Regions from separate parts of the Mus musculus genome. Here regions 1, 2, 4, 5, 6 and 7 are each linked to region 3. A link is a contact called in public HiChIP or PLAC-seq and promoter capture Hi-C data. All regions are on one chromosome and are shown on one strand. The core of a region is the stretch at or near the end of the contact, and the rest is flanking DNA. Distances in the headings are between cores, read along the strand shown. Region 1 overlaps Auts2 (autism susceptibility candidate 2). Region 2 holds the start of Galnt17 (polypeptide N-acetylgalactosaminyltransferase 17). Region 3 holds the start of Castor2 (cytosolic arginine sensor for mTORC1 subunit 2). Region 4 overlaps Auts2 (autism susceptibility candidate 2). Region 5 overlaps Auts2 (autism susceptibility candidate 2). Region 6 overlaps Auts2 (autism susceptibility candidate 2). Region 7 overlaps Auts2 (autism susceptibility candidate 2).

Region 1 (3,106 bases), core at 230-2,729, 2.3 Mb before region 3:
GAACATTTATCTGATGAGAAAATGTAAGTGAAAAAGGGTTTATTCCTGACTGGGGTTTGAGATGGTACGGGTAGGAAAGGCACGGTTTTCAGGAGTGTTTGTATCTGGGCAGAGCAGGAAGCAGAGACAGATAAATACTGGTCCTTACGTTATTTTCTCTTTCTTTCCTTTTCGTCTAGTCCAGGATCACAACCTGCCACCAACATGCAAGATAAGTCCTCCTCCCTCTGTGAGGTACCTCTGCAAACAGCCTCAAGAGACAAGCCCAGAGGTGTTACCATCTAGATGACTCTAAATCCAGTTATAAGTTTTACAGCTTGGCATAGTAGTACATACCTTTAGTGCCAGCACTTGGGAAGCAGAGGCAGGCAGATCTCTACAAGTTCGAGGTTAGCCTGGTCTACAGAGCAAGTTCCAAGGCAGCCAGGGGTGCACAGTGATACCTTGTCTCAACACACACACACACACACACACACACACACACACACACAGACACACGATTAATTATAACTAATATTTCAGTATCTTATTGGATTCTACAGGGAAAATGGAGACATTGCTTTTTTAAAAAAAAAAAAAAGGTTCATTTTTATGTGAATGAGTGTTTTCCCTGAATGAATGAATGAATGAATGAATGAATGAATGTGTATGAGGTGCATGCTTGGTGCCTATGAATGTCAGAGGGATGAAGGATCTGCTGGAACTGTAGTTACAAATAGATGGTTGTAAGATGCCACGAGGGTGCCTAGAATGGAACCCAGGTACTCTTCAAGAGCAGTTAGCCCTTTCAGCACCAAGCCATCTCCTTAGTCCCTACCATCTCCACTTGATAACGGCGTTAGGTGTCTGCTTAGAGGCTAGCCTGCCCACCAGTTAATGCCAAACCAAGCTCTCAGTCCTACTGGGCTCCCATGAGAAACTGTGGAGAACTCTGACATCATCCACTTGGCATCCCAGGGGTTTCTCTGTCCATCAATGTCGAGTGCCAATGAATAGAGAGAAGGCCTCAGAACTGAGGGCTGCTTTCCCTGCTGGGTGAGATCTGGGCAACAGCCATGGCCTACCTAGCTGCCTACAGAGGCGCTGGAACTCCATCTCTGTCATCTTTATGCTCATGGCTCCACAAGAGTGGTATTGTTCTGGAGGCCCAGCTTCTGTTAAGATGACTAAAAGAGTGGCCTGACACACAGCATTACTTCCCAGATCCCAATTATGTATCTTTAAAATATCACCTATTAAGACCCAAATACTTTGTTAGTTGGTTGCAGCCCTTTGAGCAGGTTACCATGGATTTACACTGGCATAATGGGCCCTCGTGATGTATGTTCCCTGTCACCATTGAAACAACAGTCAGTGCGTCTGAGCGGGGCCCACCTGCCAAGCAATATGTTCTCAATCCCTCAGGCAGAGCGGTGTGCTGCTCCGCTAAGAAAACGTCCCCCCACTGAGCAAATGGCAGAGCCATGGAACAGGGGCGTCTGTGAGCGCCTGCGTAAAAGCCTTGGCTGGTCCTCCTGGCAGGAGCAGCAGGAAGGGGCAGTGGGGGGTATTGCTGACAAGCTTCACTGCACAGGGACAAGCAACAAGCATGCAGAATCAGGACCTGCCTGCCTTCCTCTGCTTTTCTCCCTTTCCCTCTTCCTTCCATTTCACTCTTACCTCTCCTTCCCTTTTTCTCATCCTCTCTTTTCTTCTACCTTCCTCTCTCCTTCCTTTCCACCTCTCTCTCCTCTCTTTTCCTCTCTTATTCTCCCTTCCTTCCTTCTGTCCTTCCTTCTCTTCCCTCCTCCCATATTTTTTGCTCCACCCCTTCTTCCCCTCCCCCCTCTCTCTTTCTCTTCCTCCCTCTCTTCCTCTCTCTCTGCCCTTTCCTTCTCTCTGCTCTTCCCAACTCCTTCCTTTTGTTCTTCCTAATGGAAGACCACAGGCTATTGTGCACACCCATCATTATCTCAAATGGCTTCAGGGTGGGTGCCTGGGGCCAATTGTTAACAGACCAGTATAATACACTAGTGCTTCTTCTCAGCTGCCCGGGGATTTTGTTAGCATCCAAAGATGCTTGCTGATGCAGATCCTGCTTCCCACAGAACAGTAGGCTGCAAACAGCCAGTCACTCAAGATCTGTGGAGGTCACATTTCATCACACTGCCTCCTCCAAGAACTCCCACTACCCTAAAGCTCGGTGTCATCCCTAGATCGAGAGGCAGGCACCATCCTTACCTAGGAAAAGCAGACTTTTTTATTCTGCACAACACATGGACTAGGGGCTTGGGCGGGGAATGCTGTGGCTAATTAGTGATAGCAGGAGGTCTGTGCTGTGAAGAATGCCTCCAAGGTGCTGAACAATTCTGCTGCTAGTTTCTCCTAAGATAGAAAACAACAGTTAAATGAATAAGCCCTCTGTGGGTTATGTAACAAGCAAGGGGTGCAAGGCTGTTCTAAGTAGTCAAACAAATGCACTACAGCTTCTTTTTAAAGTATGTGTGTGTGTGTGTGTGTGTGTGTGTGTGTGTGTGTGCGCGCGCGCGTGCATACGCTATAGTACACTGGAGCATCAGAGGACAACTTCAGGTGTTAGTCCATCATCTTCTTCCTTTGAGACAGGGTCTCTTGCTTCCCACCTCCATGTGTACCAAGTTAGCTTGTCCCACAAGCTTATGGGAATTTCTTGTCTCAGGCTCCCTTTGTTTGTTTGTTTGTTTTTGTTTGTTTGTTTTGTTTTTAGAGACAGGGTTTCTCTGTGTAGCCCTGGCTGTCCTGGAACTCACTCTGTAGACCAGGCTAGGCTCGAACTCAGAAATCTGCCTGCCTCTGCCTCCCAAGTGCTGGGATTACAGGCATGGGCCACCACTGCCCAGCTTTTTAATTGGTCTGGAGTTGACATGCATTTCTACTGTATCTGGCTTTACATGGGTTCTGGGGATTCAAGCTCAGGACCTCACACTTAAATGCAAGGAGCTTTCAAAGCTACAGTTTTACCTGAGCGTTTGAACCTCCTGTTAAAATGTCCTAACACCCAGAGAGTTCTAAAGGCCATGATGTGTCACAAATAGTCCTTGTCAAGTGTCTGAGAATGGGAGCTTTTCCATGACTGTGCTAATGAGAA
Region 2 (2,794 bases), core at 131-2,630, 2.8 Mb before region 3:
CGACTGTAGTGGCAGGTTTCTAGAGGAAGACCAAACTTCCAGCTGCAGTATATCATGAAAAAGAATCCGGTGGTGGTTTCTACAATAGTCCCAGGCACAGGGCAGGGATGGAAGAGAGAGATCGGGCTGGTTCAGATGTCAGCTTAGGATACAGAGAGCCAGGGAGATCACCCTGTGCCCTGCTTGCACCACGACCCACAGGCGGCAGGGCACGTCCTTACCATTAAGCTGCCTGTAGACGATGTCCTCCAGCAGCGACAAGCGCTTCAGGACCGCATCCTGGATGGGGCTGGCGCTGTGCGCGCTGAGGTTGGCCACCTCTGCGCGAGGCCGGATCTCGTGGAAGGCGTCTCCGCTGCGCACCGCGATAGGCCGACACTTAGCCAAAAAGATCACGAAGCCGGCCACCGCGATCAAGTTCAACACCAACAACACTTTGACTCTCCTCAGTGAAGCCATCAAACAACACGGCCGGTCCTTTCCCTGGACCCACGCCTCTACCAGCCTCACCTGCGAGGCGCAGGGCAGCCTGAGACGGAGTAGACCCCACACACCGAACAATGGCCGAGGGAGGGGGCAAAGGGCTGGGGGTCCCAGCTGCTGTTGACCACAAAACGCCGATTCTCTGGCGCCAGTAACCACTGGAAGGACGCGGCTGATCTCTCACATGGAAGCCCCTGGCTTGCAAAAGTGTCTCTGAAATGCCTGCTCCGTCCACAGCACGCAGTCCCTTCTACAAGACAGCAAAAGATAAAGGTCCCAGGGTCTCTCCCTGTAGAACAGCAAACAGGTTGCCTTTAGACTTTGGACCTCCTCCGCAGACGTAGACCTTCAGGAACAATCCTTTGGTAGTCGGAATGCTCTGGGGATGTGGCGGGAGTGGCGCGCAGGTGCCGGGCTCCAGCTCTGCGCCCGCCGGCGGAAGAGCGCGCCACTCCTGGAGTTGCGCGGCCGACACTCTCGCCCGCAGGCGGCCGTCGCAGGGCGAAAATAGAGTTCTTCAGCAAAGGACCCGCTCCTCAGGGCGGGTGTCTTTGTTCAGCTCACCGGCTCTCTCCATCACTCTGAGAAGAGGAAAACCCCGCGCCCCGTGCCTGCATCCTCCAGGCTCCGCAGTCACGCTCAAATCTCAATGACTCTCTCAAAGTGGAGGGGGGGACAGCAGGAAAGGGGCGGGAGCAGGGACCCAGCGCGACGTCCTCTCCGCCCCCACCCCGCCCGCAAAACTCACCAGTGCGCACAGCGCCACGGGTTCCCGGACACGTTCCAAGTCCCTACACGAGCCTCCGGGGCCTGCCGGACACACTGGCTTGTCTCGGGAGGTGGCGCGTTGCGAGGCTGGCCGGAAGGAGGAGTCGGACCTCCAAAGTCACACCAGTTGTCTACACGCCTTTCTAAATGTCGCGGGGGAGGGATGCGCGCTGGCGCCCCCGCAGCCTGTCACCACGGCCCGTGCAGCTCGTCCCAAGCCCCCAAGGGAACCAAGATCCGAGTGTCCCGATCACCGGATGCAATGACACCGCGGCTGCGGCACTAAGAGTACACACGGTCCCCTAGAGGGAATGGTGGGATAGATTGGAGCAGCTGGGAGCCAAGAGGGGATGCTCAGGTGGCGACGGAAGGCGGGGCGCGGTCCCGAGGGGAGCGGCTGCGGCGCCGACTCCTCCTTCGCGGTCCCTTGGTCACCCTCTTCCCTGAGAGCCAGTCGCCAACGCCGCTGCCACCCGCAGGCTGCGGAGCGCACAGCTAGGGGAAGCTGGCCCACTCTTGCGCGCGCACCCGGAAAGGGTGGGGGTGTCTGGAGAGAGCGGGGAGCGCGCCGGACCAAGAGCAGTCATGTCCTGTTGGCTGCTAAGGGCTGTGAGGGACCCTTGGGGTTCTCAGCGCTCTCTAAGCAGCCGGGTTTGTTCCATCCCGGCAGACGAGGAAGACATCCCTTTCTCTTGGCTTAGCTGCTCTGCTTAGCTTGGCCCGGAATGGCTAGAGGGAAAATCTGGCCTGGAGACTCGGATTCCGCTACTTTCAGAGCAAGGCCCTGTGTCCTTCTTGCTTGAGCCCTGGGAGAGTTCTGACCATCTTAGTTGGTGCTTCTGTGCTTGCCCCTACTCTGTAAACTCTTATTTTGGTGCCATGCACTTGGATTTATGGCCCTGATGGGTCTCCACAACCTACTTCTTTTCCTGAGACCCAGGAGTTCCAAAGACTGGAATCCAAACCTGCCCTCTAATTTTTTTTTTTTTTTAATTGCTTAGGCCAGAGAAAGAAACCAGACTGCCAGCAGATAAGAATCAGCTGAGTGAATTCAGGGACTCCCACTTCATTCTTCCCATCCGATTAAAGTTTGTTGCTGTTGTTCATTGGTTAGTTTTGTTTGGTTGACTTAGATTTAAGCTTTTGGTTGGAGCATGGAAGGGGGGCGGTTCAGGGGGCATGTTCGGGTTTGGGGGTTTGGAGATGGGATGTAGTTAAGCTGTTGAGCTGAAGTTGAGTGCTTGCCTAGACCTCAACTGGATATTCCCACCCCACCCCCCACCTCCAGCTCTTCACAGCCAGGCTTGCTGGTGGCAAGCCTATAATCCCAGCACTTGGAAGGTAGAGGCAGGAAGATCAGAGACTCACAAGCATCCTTGTCTATAAAGTAAGTTCCAGGTTAGATTGGTTGGGTTTCTTTTAAAAGGGAACGAAGTGTTTTCTTGTTTGCTTTTGTTTGTTTGGACCTTGATGGAGATTTTAGTGTTCCTTTGTTTATGCCATCTCAGTTAGCCTAGGCTAGTTAGCCCCTAACTGATGATTC
Region 3 (3,045 bases), core at 260-2,759:
TGTACAAAGCTCTGGGTTCCATCCCCACCACAGCATAAACCAGATGTGGCTCTGTACAGGCAACCGAAATGGAGGCGAAAAGATCAGAAGTTCAAGGTTATCTTCAACTATAGATAGACTTGATGAAGGATAACATGAGATAAACGAGACTCTGTCTCAAAACAAAAGAAAAATAGAGCTATCAGTTATTTATTGAAATTACGTGTGTGCACGCATGTACAAATCAGAGGAACAACCTGCAGGGTTCCATTCTCTCCTTCCAAGGTCCAGAAGATCGAACTCAGGTCAGCAAACTTGGCAGCGTCTTTACCCACTGAGCCATCTCGAAGGCCCAATCTTTAACTACATTAAAAGACATAGTGAGAATTCTGGGTTTCACGCCCTTTAGTGGGTATGAGGCAGCACAATAAGCCCCCATCTGATAGAAGGGAACTGAGAATATGAGATTGACAGGCAGGATTTTCTCCCCGAAGAGTTCCCTGTTCGCCTCGTCAGGTAGACTTGACCCACCACAACGTCAAAGCACTCTGCCAAAGGGCAAAAGCACTAGTCAGTAACTTTAACCTAGAGGATTTCAAAACCTAGTCAGCCATGAAAGGGAGAGGGGCGGGAGGGGCGGGCAGAATATTTGCTAAACAGGTCCCCCATACAGCACTCAAGCCTGGGGTTAGAAACACTAAGGATAACTCTCATTCAGATTCAGTTCCGCTCTCCACCTCACCCCGGTAACCCCCTCCCGCTCCCCCTTACCCCTCCACCCTCCCAGATCCACAGTTACTTCAGCAGCTTTGCACCCATGATCCCGGAGACCCGGGTCCTGGTTCCCGTGCCTGCCTTATCTCTATCCTCCCTCACATTTTCCGCAGCAACAAAGCCAAACACAGTACCGTGGGGGCTTTCACGCTTCTGTGCGTTTGGACACGGTGTTCCTTCTGCCTGGAAGGCCGCGCAGCTCTCCCTCTGAGCGCCCCCCTCCCCCTGCCTGCGTGCTCTCATTCAGCCCCCAGCACCCTTTTCCAAGGAAGCCGGCACCCTTCTCTATCTAACCCAACTCTTCTTTTGCTTTCCTTCCCTGAACGACAATCACCGATTCCTCTAAATCTCTCCTCTGGCAGGATCAGGCCTTTTCCAACGCTGGAGTTGCTTGTTGAGGAAAGGGGTTCTCGATTGACACCCCAAAGAAAGTACCTAATCCTGAGTTTGAGCGATTAAAGAGCATGCATCTAAGCTTAAATCCGCTCCAAATTCCCTATATGTCCCATCGGGTTCCTCTGTGTCCCTGGGGAACCCCGAAATCTTGCATTCCCAGGGCACCGTGGCGCAGCAGCCCAGCCCCCCTGGCTTGACATCAGCAAGCTGGAGTAGTCCGGGGGGTTGGGGGGAGGGCCGCGTAAAAGCGCGCGCGCGGACTACAAATCCCGATTGGCATTGCGTGGCCTCCCGGCTGGCGCCTGCGCATCACGGGCCCGGCGTTTGAGTGGCAAGTTGTTTGTTACAGCGAACACCAGCTGCTGCTGCGCCGGGCGCCGCGCTCAGCCGGGCGCTGTTTGCTTGTCCACCCCGTAGCTTGCTGCACCCCGCAGGTCCTCCCCAGGCCTCCTTTTTTTGCAACTTGCCAAGCTTCCTTTTTCTGGCTCGAGTACGAATCAACCCGGCATCGAGCTCCGGGCCCCCTTCCCTGGGCCGGTTGCCCCACGGCTTGGGGCGCACAGGGGGCGGGGGCCGCGGCTCGTCCCCGTCCCCCCCCCCCCAACTCGGGCCACCGCGGATGATCCGCCGTGGAGGAGCCCTGGGCGGACGATGGAACTGCACATTCTGGAACACCGGCTGCAAGTTGCCAGCGTCGCCAAGGAGAGTATCCCGCTCTTCACCTACGGCCTCATCAAACTTGCCTTCCTGTCTTCCAAGACCAGGTGAGAGAAAGAGAGTAAGGGGCGAGGGGATGGCTGACGGGGGGGGGGGGTGTCGGGGGGGGCTCATGGTACCAGCCCCGGGACAGACAAAGAGGCGCACCCCGGGGGGACGCAGTGCAAAACAACTTCATCCCCCCCTAATCTCTGCCATTCTCCTGCATCGGACAAAGCCACCCCTGTGCTCTCTAGTGGGGGTCCCCTCCACCCAGAAGCCCCCACCCCACTGCGCCTCCAACTGCTGCCACCAACACCCAACACCCCCCCCTCCCGTCTCAGTCCCTTCCCCGAGATCCCGAGTAACCTCCCTAAATGGCCTCTATGATGCATCCGTGAATGAATGAATGAACGAATGAATGAATGAAAAACAGGTGTGGGGATCTGGAGGAGGAAATTTACAAACTAAACACGCCCCATCCCCCCATCCATCCACCACCACCACCACCACCACTACCCTCCTCCCAGTTGGGCCGGCCCCCCTGTAGCCATTGGCAAGCGGGGAGGGATGGCGCTGAGGTCGGTCTACCCCAGAACAGAAATATCATAAAATCATTAGTAGATGTTTATCTCCAGGTGCCTGCGAGGGGAGAAGAGGTGCAGGCAGCGGGGGAGGGGCAGCAGGGCCAGGGTCGCTGATTTCTTTTCTCTTTGGGGGTCCAGCGAAGTGGGGGGGGGGGGGGATTTTGAACCATGGAAGGGGAGGAGCAGACGTGTTGATGGATCTGCCTGGAACCTGGGCTTGGATGTTCCAGGGGGAGAAAAATAGTGGAAGGCCTTGGGAGGTAAGAAGAAAAAGAAGAAAAAAAATATTTTTTTTTAATCTTAGATTTTTTTTTTTTCCCGTTGCTGGATGTGTTTGACTTCATAAACTCCTGTTAGATTAGTCAGACTACCTTTTCTTTTCATTGCCCATTTCCCCTTATGCAGTGGGAATTGGAGCAAGCTACCATTGACTCAAACCCCTTACCATTCACTTACCATTATGATGGGTCTGGTTTGGGGGGAGGGGGGGAGGGGGATTTAAAGCGAGGATGCTCTTACCTCCTTGCCAAAGGAATGGATACGTTATGGGTCAAGATTAAGTTAAATGAACAGCAAACACAGACCCCTCCCTCCTTCCCCTGCCTTGCTGTCT
Region 4 (2,704 bases), core at 107-2,606, 2.5 Mb before region 3:
GGAGTTCCAGGTAGTCATGAGCCACTCTGTGGGTGTTGGGAACCAAACTCAGGTCCTCTGCAAGGGTACTAAGCACTCTTAACTGCTAAGCCATTTCTCTAACACATCTCTGCTCTTAACCTTGGGTCTTGAGACTTCCTTTGTGACCGTTAACAACCCTGCCACTCTCTCTCTGACCAGTCCTGCTGCCCAACTGAAGACATTCTCAGGTCTCTCTAGTCTAAGTTTGCAGGGAATTTTTCTTGCTTGGGGAGTATGTTATTCTAATGACATGAGCTTTTACTCTGGACCACAAACCAAACCAAATGAAACCCAAAACCAGAGTTTGAAAACCTAGCTCAGGACCCAGAGCCTAGAACATGCTTGCTATTAGCAGGAACTAATAACAATGCTGTACTCTTCACATCCCCAGTGGACTCAGATAAATGGAATCAAGAAGTCTCAAGGCAGAGAGAAGCTAGTTTTCCTTTTCCTTATGGAGAAATATCTGCATTAAATACATTACATATCTTCTGGTGAGAGATATTTCTAATATCACTCTGCCATTTCTACTGGCCCCAGGCTTTCATTACGATCACTGGATATTGCTGCAAAAAGGCCTAACTGACCTTTGCCTATGCGAACCAAGAGTCACGCACACTCCTGGTGAAGAAGATGGACTTGCCATGAACTTGATGCTTAGCTGAGGATGACCTTGAAGTTCTGATCTTTCTGCCTCCACAAATGTGTCCTGCTACCATGCTGGGGATGGAAGCTTAGGCTTCCTGCATGCTAGGTGAGCGAGCAATCACCTCAGCCTCTCTCCAGACATTTAATGTGTGTGCATACACGCACTCACACACATGCACAGGTATATGCATGGTATATGCACACATATACCATGGAGTCTTCTTATGCCACCCTGTCCTCAGACCCAGGTGCATTATTTCCTTCCCACTACACAGGGCTGTACTCTGTGTTATCTACTGAAAGTCTGGGAAAAACAGAAAGAAGAAAAAGGCCTCATGTCTACTCACAGTGGAGGCTGTTCTAAGACAGCCACCATGGTTGCCTGGAAAGGACCAAGTAGATGGTCTGAAGTCGCACTGTGAGGTTGGCCAGTCTCCTGTCTCGAGGGCAGGGAGCAACGTGTGGGATCTATAGGTGAGCTGCCTGGCAGTTTGGCCCTGCAAACCACTGGCCTCTGGGCCCCCTGCCAGGCTGCCTTTGCTGCTGCCAGGGGAAGTGATGTGTTCTGCAGGAGAGTGCCAGCTGGCGGGCCTTTCTCCCCAGGGGGCAAGCCGTAAGCACAGATTACCAAGGACTTTGTTCAGTTCTGCCGCGGACTCCCCAAGGAGAGGCACATCACAACCCCGCATCAGCACTAATAGGCTGTGATGTGTCAGACTGGGGCTAAGCAGGCCAGCGGGGGTGGCAGGGCATGGGAGCAGAAGAGAGGACAAAGGCCCCGCCTCCTCCACAGCCAGCAACTGGCTCAGAGCCCTGAGCCAAGCAGGAAAATGATCTCTCTATGGCAGACTTCACTCTACACAGGCAGAGTAAGAGGAATACCTCCGAAGTGCACACTGCCTATCCACACTAGACACCGACTCCTATTCAGCCCCGTCTCAGACATCCCCAGAGCCTCCTGCAATTTCAGAAGGGCAACTAAAACTTTCCTTTGCTTCATTTCAAGGGCCTGTGGACTGTGAAGTCACATGGACTGCCACATTCGAGACGTTGTCATGGAGACAGTGGTGGCTGCATCACTGATGTTGGTCTCCACTTTCATAAAAAAAAAAAGTCATTTAAATTTTTATGTATAAGACCAGTTCATTAGACTGAGAAATTAAATTGATCATTTCTTCCCCCCCCCCCCCCCCAGTTCACCCAGAGGAATTTCTGAGAGAACTATAGATTAGCATATGTGGAAGTTGGGTGGGATTTTGGCAACACAATTGGCTGTGGGAGGACAGGTAGTTTTTGTTTTGTTTTTTGTTTTTTTCCAGCCATTTTTAATCTCTGACCTGAAACTAATCTACATCAAAAACCAAAGATGGTTTCCTTCACTTGCTTAAGTCCATGGCTAGTCTGCTATCCAGCTGACCAATGATGATTGCAGCCTGTGTTTGGGATGTGTTATGGCTCATATAGAGACTGGTAACTCTGCCACTTTCCAAGGGACCACTTGGCCAGTGATCTAAAACCCAGCGTGTGTGAGTGCGTGTTAATGCAGGGCTATGGGTATGGAACACCCAGACAGGCCATCCAACCAAGCCGAATCTTCCTACAAAGGCCTCCGATGGTTGACTAGAATACTCCAAGGAACCGAAGAGATTACTTTCTTATATCGATCAGTGTGTGTGAGCGCTTGCGAACCGTGTGGCGTGTGGAGCTCACGCCTGGGTATGGAGGCCTGAGGCTGGTTATAGGTGTCTCCCTCAATTGTCTCATTTTTTTGAGACAAAGTCTTTCTCTGAAAGTTGGCTTACTGATTGGCTGTGCTGGAGGACCGGTGAGCCCCAGCAATCTGGCTAGCTGTGCCTTTCCAGCACTGTGCCCAGTGTTTCCCCTAGGTCTGGGGATCTGAACCAGGCTCCTCAATGTTTGTACTGCAAGCCCTTTGTACTCACTGAGCCATCTCTGCAGCCCAGCTTCTCTTGCATGTACAACTCCTGCATTTTCTTTTCCTTCCTGTTTGTAAACCCATTGCTACTGTCCTTGC
Region 5 (3,139 bases), core at 573-3,072, 2.6 Mb before region 3:
CGTCTGTAATTACTGTTAATGTTAAATAATTGTTAGTTAATTGGAGTGGTAACTGACTGAATGGAATCCAGATTGGGAAGCAGAAAAGAAACCTAGTTAAATAAACATACATTTTTTGGGGGGGAGAAGACAACGGTTTTTTGGTTTGAGTTTTGTTTTGGTTTGGTTTTTTTCTTGCAGGTGTCAGAAACTAGAAATAACCCAGAAGCCTGGGATAGCCCAAGGGCTTCCTGAATGAAGGAAACCCAGCCTGGGGCGGAACAATGTGTTAGAAAGCCTCACTTAAAGAGCAGGCGGCTTTGGTGGCTAACCCCTCTCGCTGCAGGTCTACAACACAGACTTGGTGTTTTAGTTGTAATAATTGCTATCACAATGGCCTATGTGAATGTATTCCTCTCACACCCAGACACCCAGACACCAGACCAATGTCTAAAGGAAACACTACATACACATACCCACTGATGGACTGAAAGGGGCTTGCAGAACATTCAAGCTTTTCTCTGAAAACCACTGGGTATATGGGAAACGATTTCAGACAAAGGATACAGAGGTCACCCAATAAAGGAAGTGAAGGGCTTTCTAGTGGGCTCAGAAATCAATCAGCATATCTGTTTAGAAACATCCATGAAAAGAATCTAGTTTGAGGCTGGAGAGATGATGGCTCAGTCAGCAAAGTGTTTACACAGAAGCAAACACAGCCCAGGGGTCAGATTCAAGTGTGCTGAAGTGATCTACAATCCCAGCACTGGGAGGCAGAGACTGGTGGATCCTTTGGGGATCACTAAGCAGTCACTGCACACAGGTTCAGTGAGACACCATGCCTCAAAACCTACAATGGAGAGCAACTGAGAAAGATGCTGGACACAAGTGCACATATACTCTGTATGCACTCGCAGACACAACACGTTACATAGCAAACATTTCCCAAGTGGTCACAGGGACATTCAGGATGGGGGGTGGGGGGGGGGGCGGGAAGCGCTGGTCTCTTCCTCCTTCCTTCTGGAAAAGTGGCAAGATGGCCAATGCTGAACCCTCAAATACAACTAAAATCATGTCAGATGCTCTCAACATCTTAAAACTCAATTCTTGCCTCTATTCCTCCAACATGTGTCCCACACGTCCCTTAGAAGGCCATGGATGAATGTACTCAGTAAGGAGGCCGGGCTGTAGCTAAAGTGTTTATTGCACAGGTAGGAAAACCTGAGTTTGATCCTCAAACTCACATCCACAAAATCAAAAACTATTCCTGGCAGCCCACATGCACACCTGTAATTCCAGCACTAGGAAAATGAAGACAGGAGAGGGGCCCCAGCCAGCTAGCCTAATCTGAGCTCCAGTGTCAGGGAGAAAGAAAGCTGACCTCACACTATAAGGTTAAAAAAAAAAAAATGGTCAAGGAAGACTACTCAGCAGGACATCTGGCTTCCACATGTGTATACACACTTGTGAATCCAGAGAGAAGCACTTTCTCGCCACGTGGAATATTTCTGGTCTCTGCTGGGTAATTTTACACTCACAGGACAAGGCATCTGTTTCCCAGAATTCTCCAGGAATAATTCTATACAACAGCTTCTGTGTGTGAGAGTCAGATTTCCATAGGAAGGCCAATTTCCATGACAAAGGGGGCCTGATTGCGTGCTATTTGTGGTATGGGTTGGGAGAAGAAGGAACTACTTCTAACTCCTTTGTCTCACATCAAGCACCAATTACCCTTCAACACTATTTAATTCTCCACATGTAAGACATTTCTATCTCTCAAAGCCCCAAGAAAGCCAGCTCTGAAGCAGCACACACACACATACACACCCACACACACACACACACACAATCCCAGAGGGAGAAAAATAAAAAATGAACAATATTCTACCTTTTCCTTATCTGGGATTTAAGAGTCGATAAAAAATAGAACTAATCTGCAGAGGCTAAAACTGGCTCAGTTTCCTGTGACAAGAATCAGGTCTGGGCTTGACACAACAATCTACCTTACACAAAATGCAAGACACCACAAGAGGCTGTAAAATGGGCTCCTTGTGTTCATATAAAGGGATATTAAATCTAAACCACACTTCCCTCCTTAAGCTATACCACAGTCAACTGCATTAGTTTTAGGTGTAGAAATGCTTTAGGAGAGCGACTTTTCTCAAGAGACAATATTGCCTTTTTTGTATTCAATGTTACCTTCTTTGTATTCAAACCAAGAAATCCTTTCCCTTCAAAGCTAGCAAAAACAGTTGACATTGTTGCTATTAAACAAGTTACTAGACCTGACGTTGCTTGCAATACCTTTGTTTTTCGGTTTTTTGAGACAGGCCCTCTGGCTGGCTTTGATCTCACTATGTAACTCATATTGCAGAAGGTGACCTTGGACTTCTGATCCTCCTGCCTCTACCACCTCTAGAGCCCTGGGATTACAGGTGTGCACCACCACGTCTGGTTTATGCAGCGCCATGAAGAGAAACCAGGGCTACCAGTAAGCACTGCTCTACTCCCATTAAGCCACACCCCCCACACCCCAGCAACATGTTTGGGTAATCAGTTTCTCCTCTCATCAACTCCTCAGATCTCAGGCAGTGATGTTGATAAAAAACATATTGCCCAAACACTCAACAAACCTGTATTAGTTACTTTTCTGTTGCTTTGAATTAACACCATGACCAAGGCCATGTAGAAGAGTTTATTTGGGTTCCAGGTTCTAGAAAAATGAGAGTCATCCTGTGTGAAGAGGCATGGCTGTAAGCAGCTGGCTCGGTGACCAAAGCAGGAGGCTAAGAGATCACATCCTTTGCCATAAGCTTCAGACAAGACAGCCCTAACCAGAAGTGGCACTAGGTTTTTAATCTGAGAGGCCCCTAGTGATGTATTTCCTGTAACAAGGCCACACCCCTTATGCTTCCCTAAAGAGTGCGACCAACTGGTGACCAAGTACTAAAAATGGGTGTACTTCTCATTTAAACCACTACAGTACTCAATCCTGTGTCCATCTGTTTATGCTCCCACTCCTCCCCAAGCCCAAGTATGTCCCTATAAACTGTAGGGGAAAGCTTGATGAGGTCCACCCAGAGCTCAGGGTGGGCATGCATTTTACTTGATAAACAACGTCCATGAGAACTCTCCATGCTCGGTCTTGGAGACGAAGTGG
Region 6 (2,795 bases), core at 245-2,744, 2.5 Mb before region 3:
CCAGATAATAAATTTTGAAGAGGAAGGAACAATTGCCATTAACTCTCGTTCTCTCCAAAGAGTCCAAGTCCATCATGAAAATTCAATAGCGGCTAAGCTAAATGGATAGATGTTCACAGTCAACCTTTTTTAATTGATTTCCCTTCATGAAATGATCTAGTCTCTGAAGCTAGCCGTCCCAGAGCCCCTCTTTAACCTTTCTTTTCATTCCAAATACATTTAGAAGCCCTGAACAAAAAGGAATAGCTAAAATATTAATCTCCCTTGAGAGCAAAGGCCTGCAACAGACCAGATTTTCAGATCAATCCCCAACAGCGCCCGTGGTCCACAAAAGAACGAACCCTACTCTTAGCTCTATTCAGTGTGGCACCGGCACTGACCTTTACTGAAAACCAACCACCACATCCCGACACTGGAAGAGACTAGAAAGCTTTTCTTGCATAATAGGGATTCGTCCATGATATTGTTAGCTCTCGGCCCTGTAGTCACTTCTGCATATGCCATAATAAGGCTTGGAATGCATATAATGAGAGAGATATTTTCACTTTAATACTTTATTATGTCTAGGGATATGTTTTAAGCAATATTTCATGTCCCATCCAACCCCCTCCTCCCCTTTCCTGCTTCCTCTCTTTAGCCCCCTCCCACCCACCCTCAGCCCTGCCTTTTTCTAGACTTGGTTGGCCAGGACCCTTCAGGAGGCACATGGAACGTGCTATTGTAATTCTCTCTATCACAATGACAACATGGTGGCCGGGCATGGTGGTGCACACCTTTAATCCCAGCACTCGGGAGGCAGAGGCAGGTGAATCTCTGAGTTCGAGGCCAGCCTGGTCTATAGAGTGAGTTCCAGGACAGCCAGGGCTATACAGAGAAACCCTGTCTTGAAAAACCAAAAACCAAAAACCAAAACAAACAAACAAACAAACAAACAAAACAAAAAAATTCCTTAGAACAATTTTCCCATCCACAAAGGTGACCCTGCAGTTCTCATACCCCCTCCCCTGCCTCTGTGTATCAGCCCTGGATCACAGGCCTGGCATCAACCCAAGCCAGTGAGTGTATCACAGGAGTGTCTAAGCCCTCTGTGCTCTCTCTGGGCTCCCAGAGCCAGGCCAAATGACTCCAGGGAGCCTAGAACTCATAACAAGAGAAAATTCACTTCCCCCACACCTGCCTTCTCCCCAAATCAGCTCTAATTTTGACAAACATAGAAACTGCTTTATAAAGTGTACTAGAATAAATGAAATGGGCAAGTCTCCCCACGGAACCCCAAAGTCACTCGGTATCAGACTCAGTTCATTAGCTTCCCTCTCAGTCCTTAACAGGTCAGGTCCCCTCTAAATCCCACCTCTCTGCTCCGCAAGGAGAGGAGGGGGGGAAGCTCTGCAAGCTGCTATTTCACTCCCAGCCCCAGCCCCAGCATGTGACTGCCCCGTGAGCTGGGAGCAGAGGCCTGTGCAGTTTCCAGGGCTGACACCTCCTCCCCTCATGAGCCACACTAACCCCACAGCAGCTGGCCAGAGAATTCCCCAAGGCTCTGCTACAGAAGCTGAGAAATGGAAGCCCAATTTCCACGTGGATTCCCTAAGCAGGAAGCTGTGAACGTGTGAGTCGCCTTCCCTGGGCCAAGGTCTGTTTATGTAGCCCCTTATTTACTGGAGCAGTAAGTTGGGAAATCATGGGGATTGCATAAACTCCCTGCCACAGAATCAGCGGCTGTGGAGCACACAGAGGGATACCCACTAGATTCCATCTCTCTGCCAGGAACCATGGGAGGCTCTTGCCTTCAGATCTCCTTTCATGTCCTTACCAGATGCCAAAGCTGATACTCATCTGCATTTCTCAACACATGAGGAAATGAACTCTGTGAGAGGAATCTGCACAGAGGTAATTCTTCCAATGTGTCTACAAACTCAGGCTCATTTGTGATTACTCCTAAACCCTTTAATCTACATTTCCTTTCTAGCTCAAAGGGTTTGAATCAGCCCCGATACCATCATCAAACAGTTGGCCCTTCTGCACACTATGGTCCTTCAAGTATGTATCGAATACTTGTATGTTTGTACTGAGATTTGTCACTTTAAAGAATCTACAGGGTGGGAGAAAAGCAAAGCAGCCAAGGAAGGCTGACATCTCCAGGAATTTTCAGCAAGTACGGTCATGAGGCCTCACGGAGCTGGGAGGGAAATAAGACACAAGGCAGGACCCCCACAGGCAGGAGACTGGGACAGAGGCACTGTCAAAGGTCTGGAGTACTTGCTTTTAGGTCATCAAGAAAGAAAGTGGGGCTGGTATGGCTCAGTGGTAGAGCCCCTGCCTAGAATCCCCCAGGGAGGGGCTGGGGGCGTGGCTCAGTGGTAGAGCCCCTGCCTAGAATCCCCCAGGGAGGGGCTGGGGGTGTGGCTCAGTGGTAGAGCCCCTGCCTAGAATCCCCCAGGGAGGGGATGGGGGCGTGGCTTAGTGGTAGAGCACCTGCCCAGAACCCTCCAGTGAGGGCCTGGAGAACTGGTTCCGTAGTAGACTGTCTATCTGAAATTCTCCAGTGAGGAGCTGAGAGTATGATTCGGTGACATGGTGCTGGCTGAGCATATACAAAGTCCTGGCTTTCAATCTTAGACTAGGGGTGGGAAAAGCAGAAAGTGAAGGAGCAACAAAGGAAAGCAGTAAGAGAGAATCCAACAAAACAGCCTGGGTAAGGCAGTGGTTCCCACCCTTCCTAATGTTGTCACCCTTCAATACAGTTCCTCGTGTTGTGGTGACCCCAAATCATAACATTATTTCCACTGCTACTT
Region 7 (3,116 bases), core at 563-3,062, 2.3 Mb before region 3:
TGCTGTGTTTATCATAATACAAAAGCAGCACCATTAGGTGATTGGCTCAGTACATCCCATGGTTTTAAATCTGTACTTTTGTGCGATGTACAGAGCCATGGCCAGAAACAGCTTGGATGGTTTTCTAACACTTCCCTTTGAGACAGCCTTTTTATAGAAAACATCACTTGGGGTGCTGGAGAGATGGCTCAGCGGTTAGGGACACTGTCTGCTCTTCCAAAGGACCCAGGTTCAGCATGTAGCTAGGGGGAATGATCCACTGAGTATTGATGACTAATCATCCTGCGACTGGCATACATATGTATATACAATAGAGATTTAGCCCTTCAATATTTATTTGGGGGAGAATATCAGTTTCTATTTGCAGAAGAATACTAGGATTGCTATGTTTTTTTAAGGGTATGCTCATCTTTGTGACTTTCATATTCATTTGCTATCCTTCGAAGACATGGGCTCATACTGTAGACCAGACTGATACGAATCTCAACTCTATAGCCCAGATTGACCCAGAATGCTCAAGGACCCTCCCAACTCATCAGATGGCACCACGGTTGGATCACAGGCCCACAACATCTCCTTGCCTGGCATGTCACACGACTTAAAAAGAACACTACAAGAAGGCTGGTTCTTATTTCCCAGGAAACTGTAAAAGACCTGAAATCCCTTCAAATACAGGTGCAAAGAGGATGCTGGGAAAGCTGAGGTGGGAAGAACTGTAATTAAAGATAATTAACACAAGTTCCACAATAGCACATCTGCCCACGGAGAGTGGGGGCACTTTTCTCATTAGTATTCTGAGATCACCAAACTCAGGCAGCCATTCTTACTATGATCACTGCCAATCCTACTTTCACGTGTTTCAATTTTGTTTTTTTAAAAGATTTATTTTAAGGGTCGGTGTGGATGTCCATGCATGAGCGTGCATGTCCACGGAGACCAGAGGTATCAGGCCCCTTGGAGTTGGAGTCACCGGCTGCTGTGAATTGCCCATCCTGGCTCTCTTACAAGAGCAGTATATACTTCTGTTTTTTGTTCTGCTTTTTTTTTTTATAAATTTACTTATTTTTATTTCATGTGCATTGGTGTTTTGCCTGTAAGTCTATCTGTATGAGGGCGTCAGGTTGCCTAGAACTGAAGTTGCTGACAGCAGTGAGCTGCCATGTGGGTGCTAGAAATTGAAGCTGGTTCCTCTGAAGAGCAGACAGTGCTCTTAACCGTCCAGCCACCTCTCCAGTCACAGCAGTAGACTCCTAATGGGTGTACTATCCCTCCATACTCCAAGCCTGCATCTTACACAACCTCCTCTCTAAGCCCTGTGTCCAGCTCACCATGTCAGCTTTGTTCTGAAAAAACAGGTCGGCCCTGGCTACGTTTAATCAGTGTCTGGATTATCCCAGAACTTAACTGCTTTTTGGCCAGCTTGATGTTTGGCATATGCATGGAGGCCTTGATGTCCATAAGGAGGCTGACAACTTAACAAATCAGTAGCTTTTGGGTACTTTGGAAAGGTTCAGAACAGGCCAGCTGCTTGCTCTATCGGAGGTGATGCATGGTTAATTTCTTTATTTCAGCGCACTGTACACAGATGCGGCTGGGATGTTCATTTTGCTTTGCTACCAAGAAGCTACACGGTATCAGCTATCAGCTGATTTATTTGAAATCCTCCCTGGAATGCATCAGATTTTTAATTGTTTCCTGAACTACCAAAACAGAAGAAGGATTGATGTCACTGGGACATGCCTGGGGTCCCTGTTAACTGCTACACACTCCCAGTGACTGATTTTCAATTGATACAGATGAGGCCGGAGAGGCGGCTCCTGCAGATCCACACCATGAACCCAGCAGCCCAGTCAGGGAAGGCTAACAGAGAGGCTGGTGGGGGGTTGGGGGAAGACCAAACATTGCCTCCCTACAACTCATCAAGTTCACAGTTCTCCTCAGCAGATGCAACTGGAGGGGCCAACATATCTGCCGACAGAAACAGATGGTGCCTCAGGGCAGATCTCTGTTCCTTGCTCTTGGGGTTGGGCTCTGCAAGATTGTGGGGGATAGGGCTTTTGTGAGCAGGCGGGTGGGATAGAGACTCATTCTCTAGCAGCAGGTAAAATCCATTTGTCACACCAGCTCCGAGCAGGCTTTCAGCAGAAAACTTAATGTCTGAAACCAATGAGCCATTCTGTCCTGCTACGGCAGTGAATGCTCCTGGCAGGCTGTGACCCCCCAAGAAGGAGGAGGACAGAAGGAAGATGGGGTAATGGGTCAGAGAAGTGCAGCTAGTCCTGGCCAAGGAGACAGATGAAATCAGAGGTTGGGCTGGTCATGCCTTTAAAGGCTTTATTAACAGTGTGTGTGTGTGTGTGTGTGTGTGTGTGTGTGTGTGTGTGTGTGTGTGTGCATCTCTGTGTATGTTCTTGTGCATGTGCATGCGCATGTACATGTATGTGTTTAGATGCTAGGCAGTATGTATAGAGGTCAGAACAAGTTCTCTTTCTACCATGGAGTTCATAAGGATCCAGCTCAGGTCATAGGCTTGGTGACAAGAGCCTTTCCTGCTAAGCCATCTCAGCAGCTTGACTCTCCCCAATTTTTTTTTCTCTTTCAAAACAAGATGTCAGGTGAAAAGGGCACACAGGAAAACCAAGTATTATTTTAAATCCTTTCTGGCGGGGAGAACGGCCATCAAACCACCACCACAGCTAAAACCACCATCCTAATTTCCCTTTCCCCCTCCCCCAAATTGTGGAAAGACAAGTGGCTTCTTTCTCAGATCTTGAGTGCCAGCGAACCCATGAACGCAGGCTTTACATATGCACTCTGTCTGCAACAGGAACACGCACACCAGCCATCCATCCCCACTGTCTCCTACGCCGAGACCGGCTGGGTTCTGTGTGGCAGAGAAGGTTTTTATGAGCAGGCTTTCAGCTGCCAGGATCCCACCTTCATAAAGAAGAGATTTTTTTAGTTCATTCTGTCTATTTATTTTGTGTAGAGAAATCAAGAGCAATAAAGCATGAAGACGTTCACCCCACCTCATTCCATCTCACACTTTTGTCAACCACGCTTTATCGGGTCTGGGAATGAATTTTTAATATCGTGCCACAGAATGCTTCTGGTCT

What was found. Promoter capture Hi-C pulls out the DNA fragments that hold promoters and counts their contacts. HiChIP or PLAC-seq counts read pairs in DNA pulled down with a chosen protein or histone mark.
Region 1: a contact with region 3 is called in an H3K4me3 HiChIP or PLAC-seq map of embryonic forebrain, with 11 times the contacts expected there. The contact joins the enhancer-like site here to the promoter of Castor2 in region 3. A contact is called at or near these places in 3 of 39 promoter capture datasets (the C10 cell line, liver and pre-B cells) and 2 of 115 datasets of contacts at active chromatin or transcription factors (embryonic forebrain and forebrain).
Region 2: a promoter capture Hi-C map of hippocampal neurons shows a contact between it and region 3, with 11 times the contacts expected there. The contact joins the promoter of Galnt17 here to the promoter of Castor2 in region 3. A contact is called at or near these places in 2 of 39 promoter capture datasets (cranial neural crest and hippocampal neurons).
Region 4: a contact with region 3 is called in an H3K4me3 HiChIP or PLAC-seq map of neural tube, with 13 times the contacts expected there. The contact joins the enhancer-like site here to the promoter of Castor2 in region 3. A contact is called at or near these places in 5 of 39 promoter capture datasets (the C10 cell line, cranial neural crest, liver and 1 more) and 3 of 115 datasets of contacts at active chromatin or transcription factors (embryonic forebrain, embryonic limb bud and neural tube).
Region 5: an H3K27ac HiChIP or PLAC-seq map of epiblast stem cells shows a contact between it and region 3, with 18 times the contacts expected there. The contact joins the enhancer-like site here to the promoter of Castor2 in region 3. A contact is called at or near these places in 10 of 39 promoter capture datasets (the 3T3-L1 cell line, the C10 cell line, cranial neural crest and 7 more) and 2 of 115 datasets of contacts at active chromatin or transcription factors (embryonic forebrain and epiblast stem cells).
Region 6: a contact with region 3 is called in a promoter capture Hi-C map of second pharyngeal arch cranial neural crest. The contact joins the enhancer-like site here to the promoter of Castor2 in region 3. A contact is called at or near these places in 8 of 39 promoter capture datasets (the C10 cell line, cranial neural crest, frontonasal cranial neural crest and 5 more) and 1 of 115 datasets of contacts at active chromatin or transcription factors (embryonic forebrain).
Region 7: an H3K4me3 HiChIP or PLAC-seq map of embryonic forebrain shows a contact between it and region 3, with 11 times the contacts expected there. The contact joins the enhancer-like site here to the promoter of Castor2 in region 3. A contact is called at or near these places in 5 of 39 promoter capture datasets (the C10 cell line, cranial neural crest, hippocampal neurons and 2 more) and 3 of 115 datasets of contacts at active chromatin or transcription factors (astrocytes, embryonic forebrain and neural tube).

What each region holds. Positions count from the first base shown.
Region 1 is chr5:131,823,337-131,826,442 of GRCm38.p6, forward strand. The region is part of intron 4 of Auts2 (autism susceptibility candidate 2); the gene reads right to left. Among named protein-coding and RNA genes, the nearest start is that of 4930563F08Rik, 55 kb to the right of the region's middle. Within about 2 kb of position 1,480, at least 37 of the 459 cell types and tissues checked have an H3K27ac peak or open chromatin away from gene starts, as enhancers often do. A contact at or near this core is called in embryonic forebrain and forebrain, where this site is marked.
Region 2 is chr5:131,306,142-131,308,935 of GRCm38.p6, forward strand. Galnt17 (polypeptide N-acetylgalactosaminyltransferase 17) reads right to left here and starts at 1,381. Exons shown (of 11, transcript NM_145218.3): 1 at 222-1,381. The coding sequence starts at 459.
Region 3 is chr5:134,098,239-134,101,283 of GRCm38.p6, forward strand. It overlaps Castor2 (cytosolic arginine sensor for mTORC1 subunit 2), which reads left to right and starts at 1,510. Exons shown (of 9, transcript NM_030719.3): 1 at 1,510-1,913. The coding sequence starts at 1,801. Gm15627 (predicted gene 15627) reads right to left here and starts at 1,403. Exons shown (of 2, transcript NR_166664.1): 1 at 888-1,403; 2 at 174-527.
Region 4 is chr5:131,599,240-131,601,943 of GRCm38.p6, forward strand. The region is part of intron 5 of Auts2 (autism susceptibility candidate 2); the gene reads right to left. Among named protein-coding and RNA genes, the nearest start is that of Gm29681, 190 kb to the left of the region's middle. Within about 2 kb of position 1,357, at least 134 of the 459 cell types and tissues checked have an H3K27ac peak or open chromatin away from gene starts, as enhancers often do. A contact at or near this core is called in neural tube, where this site is marked.
Region 5 is chr5:131,525,324-131,528,462 of GRCm38.p6, forward strand. The region is part of intron 6 of Auts2 (autism susceptibility candidate 2); the gene reads right to left. Among named protein-coding and RNA genes, the nearest start is that of Gm29681, 110 kb to the left of the region's middle. Within about 2 kb of position 1,823, at least 22 of the 459 cell types and tissues checked have an H3K27ac peak or open chromatin away from gene starts, as enhancers often do. A contact at or near this core is called in epiblast stem cells, second pharyngeal arch cranial neural crest and trophoblast stem cells, where this site is marked.
Region 6 is chr5:131,646,242-131,649,036 of GRCm38.p6, forward strand. All of the region lies in intron 5 of Auts2 (autism susceptibility candidate 2), which reads right to left. Among named protein-coding and RNA genes, the nearest start is that of 4930563F08Rik, 230 kb to the right of the region's middle. Within about 2 kb of position 1,495, at least 68 of the 459 cell types and tissues checked have an H3K27ac peak or open chromatin away from gene starts, as enhancers often do. A contact at or near this core is called in second pharyngeal arch cranial neural crest, where this site is marked.
Region 7 is chr5:131,800,614-131,803,729 of GRCm38.p6, forward strand. The region is part of intron 4 of Auts2 (autism susceptibility candidate 2); the gene reads right to left. Among named protein-coding and RNA genes, the nearest start is that of 4930563F08Rik, 78 kb to the right of the region's middle. Within about 2 kb of position 1,813, at least 19 of the 459 cell types and tissues checked have an H3K27ac peak or open chromatin away from gene starts, as enhancers often do. A contact at or near this core is called in embryonic forebrain, where this site is marked.